Linked DNA regions of Mus musculus: region 2 is linked to region 1. A link is a contact called in public HiChIP or PLAC-seq data. All regions are on one chromosome and are shown on one strand. Each heading gives the region's core, a stretch centred on a gene start, on an enhancer-like site or on the middle of the called end of the contact. The rest is flanking DNA. Distances are from core to core; before and after follow the strand shown. Region 1 overlaps Tspan9 (tetraspanin 9). Region 2 holds the start of Tead4 (TEA domain family member 4).

What was found. HiChIP or PLAC-seq counts read pairs in DNA pulled down with a chosen protein or histone mark.
Region 2: an HNF4G HiChIP or PLAC-seq map of pancreatic cancer cells shows a contact between it and region 1. The contact joins the promoter of Tead4 here to the enhancer-like site in region 1. A contact is called at or near these places in 13 of 39 promoter capture datasets (the 3T3-L1 cell line, 3T3-L1-derived adipocytes, cranial neural crest and 7 more), 1 of 15 datasets of contacts at CTCF or cohesin (embryonic stem cells), 39 of 484 Hi-C or Micro-C datasets (the C2C12 cell line, the HL-1 cell line, the HPC-7 cell line and 17 more), 4 of 115 datasets of contacts at active chromatin or transcription factors (astrocytes, embryonic forebrain, pancreatic cancer cells and 1 more) and 2 of 9 other capture datasets (adipose tissue and embryonic stem cells).

What each region holds. Positions count from the first base shown.
Region 1 is chr6:127,972,628-127,976,046 of GRCm38.p6, reverse strand. The region is part of intron 1 of Tspan9 (tetraspanin 9); the gene reads left to right. Among named protein-coding and RNA genes, the nearest start is that of Gm15870, 29 kb to the right of the region's middle. Within about 2 kb of position 1,851, at least 47 of the 459 cell types and tissues checked have an H3K27ac peak or open chromatin away from gene starts, as enhancers often do. A contact at or near this core is called in the C2C12 cell line, the HL-1 cell line, astrocytes and 6 more, where this site is marked.
Region 2 is chr6:128,299,423-128,302,712 of GRCm38.p6, reverse strand. It overlaps Tead4 (TEA domain family member 4), which reads left to right and starts at 1,900. Exons shown (of 12, transcript NM_011567.2): 1 at 1,900-2,418.

The DNA.
Region 1 (3,419 bases), core at 602-3,101:
GAAAGCTCTGGCAAGTGCTGGAGTCCCCAGGGCTGCCCACTTCGCAGTGACCTTGGAATGGAGATGGCACCTTGACTGTGGTTCCAGTCTGCATCCGCAGCTCTTCCCTGCTGTAAAAGCTTGGGGATATGTGGCCCCAGGGTACAGATGAGTACTGGTGAGAGCTACTGACTCCTCCCCCCCCCCCCCCCCCCCCCCCGGCCCACCTCAGCATGAAACACTAGCCTAGCACTAGGTCCATGGCCAGGTAGGTTACTGGATTTGGGGTGGCCTGAGGCACCATGCTGTTAACTGCCGAACAAGCCTGGGGAGGGTGGGGAGTAGGCATTCCAGAGGTCACGGAGTTCCCTTCTACCAAAGGACCATTTTTAGTCCAGTGCACTGGTTCAGGAGGCAGAGAGCTGGAGTGCTTGCCTGGTATCAGCATTCCTCTTGGGGCTTTTTCCTGGGCCTGCCCTGTATGTGTTAGCCCATGATCTCCTGTGCATTCCAAGCTGCAGGGACAACAATCCGAGGAACAATTGTGTGCCTGTCGAGTGAAGCTTTCAGTCTGGGGACTCAGACCCTGACTCTTGCTGCCAAGAACCAGCGGGAACTGGTTGGATTGGTGAAAACCGGGGAACACAGAGTCATACAAGTATGCCCTGGTATACCTTCTCCCTGACACCTGCCGAGCCCCATCTCACCTGAAGCCGGTGGCTACCAGGCTAGGCAGAGCTCTTGGCCTAGAAGGTGCCTGATTGGGAAGAAAGCGCGCTTCTGCCAGGGTGCACCAGTGTGGGAGGGGCAGCAGTAGTAATCAATGTTTATGGACTGTTGAGTGATCGCTCTCCCTATACACGGCTGGCAGGTGCTCTGTGTCATCTGGGGCTCTTTGCCGTCCCAGCCACACATCATCTTGTGGCCCTTCTGGGAGCCGATCCTCAAGCTTTTTGCTTTCGGGGCACGGGCACCCTTGGGGGCAGGTGTGACACCCCCACCCATCTTAGTGCCACATGGGACACTACAGCCCATTTCAACAGGTGGAGAGACACTAGCTTCTGAGAAAGCTGATGGGCCTGGGAAGGGTGTGCATCAGGGGAGCCTCCCTGAGCAGGCGCCCTTTCCTCCTGGGGGTAGTGAGCCTGTCTTTAAGGGCTGTGTTGGAACAACACAGGGTAGGTGGCAAACAGTCCTTGCCCTTTGCTCTCTAGGACCGGCATCTTCCTGCACCCTTCAGTGAAGCCCAGGACAGATCCAGATTGAATCTGCTCACCCTTGAACCCTACCAACCCCATGTAGAGAGCAAGGCACTGATTCCATATGCCAAAGCCAGACCCCAGCGTCCCATCAGATGAGTCATACTCCAACAAAGGCACCAGGACCCTCCCAGAGACAAGAGGACAGCAAGCCCCGAGTGCCACCGCACACACACACACACACACCAAGCACAGTATTCTTAGTGTCTGTACAGAACTAGCCCATGCTGGAATCATCAAAATGTAACTGGGTTGTAGGTTGCAGGTGCCTTATGCAATGTTTATTTGGAGGAAAATTAGGCTTAGAAATATGGGTGTGATCTCCCTGTCACCCCTGAGCTGGGGACTGTGGAGTGGAGCTGTGAAGAAATTGGAGCTTGTGAGGAGAACAACATCCAGTGAAGAATGGCCAAGGAGTGGTCCTATTCAGTTTGAAATTCTGCACACACTCAACAGGCAGCCAAGCTGCCGAGGCCACCAGTCAAACCAATGGCGCTTACAACGGGCTGTGCCCATGCGAGAAGTGCAGAGCTCAGCTCCGAGGGTGGGAGGGGAGCAGTGCCCGTTCCCTCCAGCTAGAGTGACTTTCACTGTGAGACAGATGAGCAGCAGAGGGTGACTCAGAGGTGAAGGATGTAAAAGCCCTTTCCTAGGCCAGGAGACTTGGGAGAGAGCGTTGCTAAGTACACATGCTCAAATATTTAAAGGCCTGTCACACTCGTTCCTGGTGAGCCTCTCGGAAATGAGGACTGATGCATGTTAGCCACAGGGAAGTGGGATCTACAGTTAATAGACTCCTTCCCTGGAGTTATATGGAGGGAACTGGAATGCAGACTGCAGGCAAATGCTCAGATCAGATGTAGGGGGGCGCTTCATGGCTGCCTCCCCTCTGGCCCTAGCAAATCTCTGCAGCCACCATCCTCCTGCTGGCTGGGTGACTTTGGCAGAAGACTCTGCCTTTGTCCTTTCTTTTCCATGGGTATGGAGTTGGAAACGTGCTCCCCGGCTCCCCTCCTCACCAGCCAGCAGCCCGTCTGCCTCTCTTTATGGCTATGAGAATGAATGAGCTGCAGAGAAAGAGGGCCGCTTGCAATACAAAGTAGTAGCCCCTCTCCCACCCTGGTGAGTGGAGCGAATCCTCTCTGCTCCCCACTGCAAAGTTCTTAGCAGGTTGTCCTCTTTCAGGGCCAGGCAGGGCTCTTAAAAGGAGCCAGTGTGTCAGGTGGTGCAATTAAAATTGTCAGGATTGTCTCTCTTTTTTGCCTTATCTGCTAATTTATTAACTGCCATTATGTCTTGGGCACTGGGAGCCCTCGTGTTCCCATGTCTCCTGCTGTCCAAGAGGGGTTTCAGAGGCCCGGGGATGGTGTAGCGCTGCTGCTGGAATCTACACTCAGAGACCATGTCTGCAGCAGCTCTCTTCAGGTATAGGAGGTAGTGAGGCTGAAAAGGCCAGTGGTGTGCAGGGCTGTGTGCTAGGCTGGGAACACCATGTTAGGAGTTCCTGACGGGGTACTGGGGCTTCCAGGAGTGGAGAGGCCAGGGTTTAGAGGGAGCTTCTTTCTTGAGTGGGAATGTGGATGTGCATGTGCCCCCGTTCCTGAGCTCGCCCACCCACTCAACCCCCTACCCACCCACCTACCCACCAGTCGCTGAAGAAACATTCAGTGTTCCAAGTATTTTCTGGGTCCGGTGGTGGAAGGACAATGGAAGAGCACGAGTCTGATCCTCAAAAGGAGCTGTTTTTTTTTTTTTTTTTTTTTTTTTTTACGACAGAAGCCTTGGGAGGGGGCTAGCATGAACTCATGACCACGCCCTGGATCAGTCCACTCTGGGAGGGCCCATCTTTCCCCTTGTGAAGGGCTGGGTGGGTGGAGGTGATATGGAGTCTGACTAGATGGGGATAGAGTACCCAGACATGGGTGAATTTGGAGCAGCCGTGGCCCTGGAGAAATGGGTGCCTGTGTGGATGTCCTACCTGGGGGCAGAAATATGCGTTAACTTGACCAGTCAGTCAGTATAGCCAACCTGAAGATGAGATGTGGGCGGTTAGTATGTGGCTAGCAGTGAGGGGAGTTTGGTTGCAGGGCTAGCTTGGCCTGTCCACATTACTTTGGGGGCCTCCGTTTACCTGCTAGGCATGTGCTGGGTAAGTTCCTTGGAGACGAAGAAGCCTGAGAC
Region 2 (3,290 bases), core at 651-3,150, 330 kb before region 1:
TATTTTTGAGGCAGAGTTTTGCAACGTAGTCCAGGCTGGCCTCGAATGCTTGCTCTGCCTGCTTTAACTTTCTCTGGCCCTGGCCACAGCTGGCCAGAGTTCTTCCTTCAGTTGAGACGTGGCCAGCTATCCTGCTGTAAATGCTTTCTGTCTCAGCCTCAAAGACAATTTCTATCTGCAGATCACACATGACCTTATCTTCATTTCTGGATCCTGAGCCTCTATTCAGTCACAGGGTCACTTCTTGTATTTAGGACAGGACAGGGGTCTCCATATGCATGCAATACTGTCATCAGAGGGTCTAATGATAGAATCAAGAAAGTGAGTCCTGAGTCTGCGTGGCCTTGATGACGGCCACATCTTCAGTATAGCTTGTATGAGCCTCACAGTCTGGGGCTCACCTCTCTTAGTCTTTGGTTCATGCTGGTTTTCAGGTCCTGCTGTCGTTTCACATGTGGACCCCCACTGGTGTGTAGCACCTACTAGCTCTTATTTTCACACCAAACCTTCCTGAAACAGCGGTTGGTGAACTCAGGTTTCCATCAAGAGCTGGATCAAGGTCACCCCGCAGACCTGGTAGCAGAGACCTGTAATGGAATTCCAGCTATTCCTAAGGCTGAGGCCAGAGCAGCTGAGAGAGTTCAAGGTCAGCCTGATTAACTCAGTAGACTCAGTCTCAGAAACCAAAAGGAATCAAGGCTGGGGCCATAGCACACTGGTAGAGCATTGCCTAGCACACACAGGGAGTAGACATTAAACTGGGGAAAGTCACCCCAGTGCCTTGAATTAATTCTGTTGGTTTTGTTCTCAAATTCATGTGGATTTGCAATAATGAACTACTGTCTGGCTTCGACAGTGAACCTCTTGAAGGCAGGGGTCTGTTTCTGCACTGAGCTTGGTACCAGGTTCAATGAAGGAGTGTCCAATTAAGTGGTGGGACAGTCTGTACTTCACGCTCACAGATACGCTTGCTGCCTTGCAATGTTCTTTTCATGTGAATGGGATGTGACCAGGCTTTGTTATGACTCACCATTTAATAAGCTCACCAGAAGTTATACATCCAAATGAGGGCTGCATCCTTCAAAGTCCTCGCTTTGCGAGGCTGGATAGATACTCAGTCCCGTGGTGATGCTGGCATTTCCGTGGACTCTTTAGATCGCCTCTCTCGGTCACAACCCTGACATTTATAATACTTTCTTTCAGCGTCTCCCCGTGCTACCCTACCCTCATGTAGTATGTGTATCTCCATCTTGCGTTGTTAGCGTTGAGCAAACGATAAGATAATTCTGGAGATTTACTGCTGGCCCGAGTTTGTTTCACCAGCTCTGGCTGGGAGAGCCACACCAATAAAAGCTTAATGCTAGTGCTTCAGAGATTGTTTGATTTTGGGGAATAGTGAAGGCTTTTCTTTGATTTTAAGTTTCTCAAAGTGACAAGGTGAATGCGGGAGCTAGGTAGTAACTGATTTAAGCCAAATGGTTCTAAAGACTCGCAGCCCGAGCTCACGTGTTTCTCCTAAATTGATCTGGCACCCTTCTTTAAAACTCAGACTTCTAACTTCATGGCGACTCTGTCCTGTACCTTGGGTAACCAGCTAAGTTCCAGCTCTCTATGAACCACTGCTGGGACCTAATCTTTATTATTTCTCCCAGCATCCGGTAGACCCATGACTGGTCTCTCCTTTCCTGCTCTTTGAGAAGTGACAGTTCTGCAGATCCCAAGGGACAAGGAAAGAACTGAAAGACTGATGTTGGGGAGGGCTGGCGAGGGAAAGCGGTGGCGGATCTGGGAGCAGAGCCGGGAGTTCCTGCTTCCTGCTCCCGGAGCGAGTGTCCTCCGTAGCAGCCTCGGGGAAGGGAACAGCCCTTCCTGCTCCTGTCCGCGTACTCCAGGAGCGCAGCGAGGCGCGCCCCACCCCGGCGGAGGGGACGGTTTTCGGCTGGAGGTGGTGGAGAGACAGTTAGGACTCAACGCAACCCGGGGGTGTGGGGAGCTGGATGAGAGCGGGAAATCGGTAGATCAGAGTCAAGGGGTGTGGGTGCGAGCGGCGAGAGGCGCCGAGGGGTCCGCGGGGTTCCCGGGTGTCTCCGCCGTGTCCTGTCCCGTGGCCGCCCGCGGTTCCCGGGCTCCGCCCAGCCGTGGAGCCCAGCCTCTCTCTGGCCCGGTCTCCTCCCAAAGGTGCGGGTGGCAGCGCCACTCCCTCCGCTCCCTCCCCAGCCGCGCGCGTCTCATTCCAGCGCCCATTCCGTGCATTCCTGCCGGGCTCCTCTGCAAACTCCAGTCCCGGGGGTGGGGACCGGCCTCAGCTACGCGCTCGGGGCCCCGCAGCGGTCGCCGCGGCTGGAAGACTTGGCGCCCCGCGTGGACCTGCCGCAGCCGGCCGAGCTCTCCCACCCCGCCTCCCGAACCCTGGGACCGGTAAGGCTGCTGAGTTCGGAGGACACCCGCGTCCCGCGTGGTCCCGGGCAACACTAGGGGGCCAGTGGGGCACGTGCGGGCGGTGGAGTCTAGGGGCTGGACAGAGCAGGGTCGCTCGGCTGAAGTTGAGACTAACGAGCCTCAGCCAGGCCCTTTTCTACTTTTCTGCCTGGAGAAGAGAGCCCATAAGGGAGGTGTATTGCCTGGACCTTGTGCAGAGGTCCCCAGGGTTTGAGACGCCGTTGCTCCCCACGGTGAGAAGTGATGGGAGTGATGGACCGGAGTTCCCAAACTCCAAGGCACTATACTCTAGCAGGCAGCCCAGGGGCGCGCGCCGCGGTGCACACACGTGTCAGGGGGCTCCAGGCACACCCACACTCCGTCCGATTCAGTGAGTGAGTTCAAAGATAGGTATTACTGCGCCAGCATCCTTAAGTTTTGGGTGTTCCCGAGGAAGAGATATCTGTGCGCAGTGACTCACCTTGCTTCCAGGAGGAGGATTTGTTTGTGCTAAACGCGACCCTGTGTGCATCGCTACTTGAAGAAGGTGCTTGTCTGAAATCCCGAGTGTCGGAGTGGGCGTGGGTGTGCGATGCCTCCTCTCCAGGACTCTCCTCTCCAAGTCCTCGCTCTGAGGATGTTGGTTCTGGCTCTGACTTCTTCCTGAAGAACCGCGGCAGGGGACAATGTCTCCAAGTTCTTTGTGTTCAGGGAGAATTTGACAGTAGTAGTTGGAGGTGCCCCTCTTGCCATCCCTGCTGGGTTGAGCATTGCTGGCAGGAAGCTGCCTACACCTGCCCCCTTCCAGGCAGCTGTCTCTGTGAGGGAGTGTGGATCCTGTTCTGGCAAAATCCTTAGGGAACTGCTGGTAG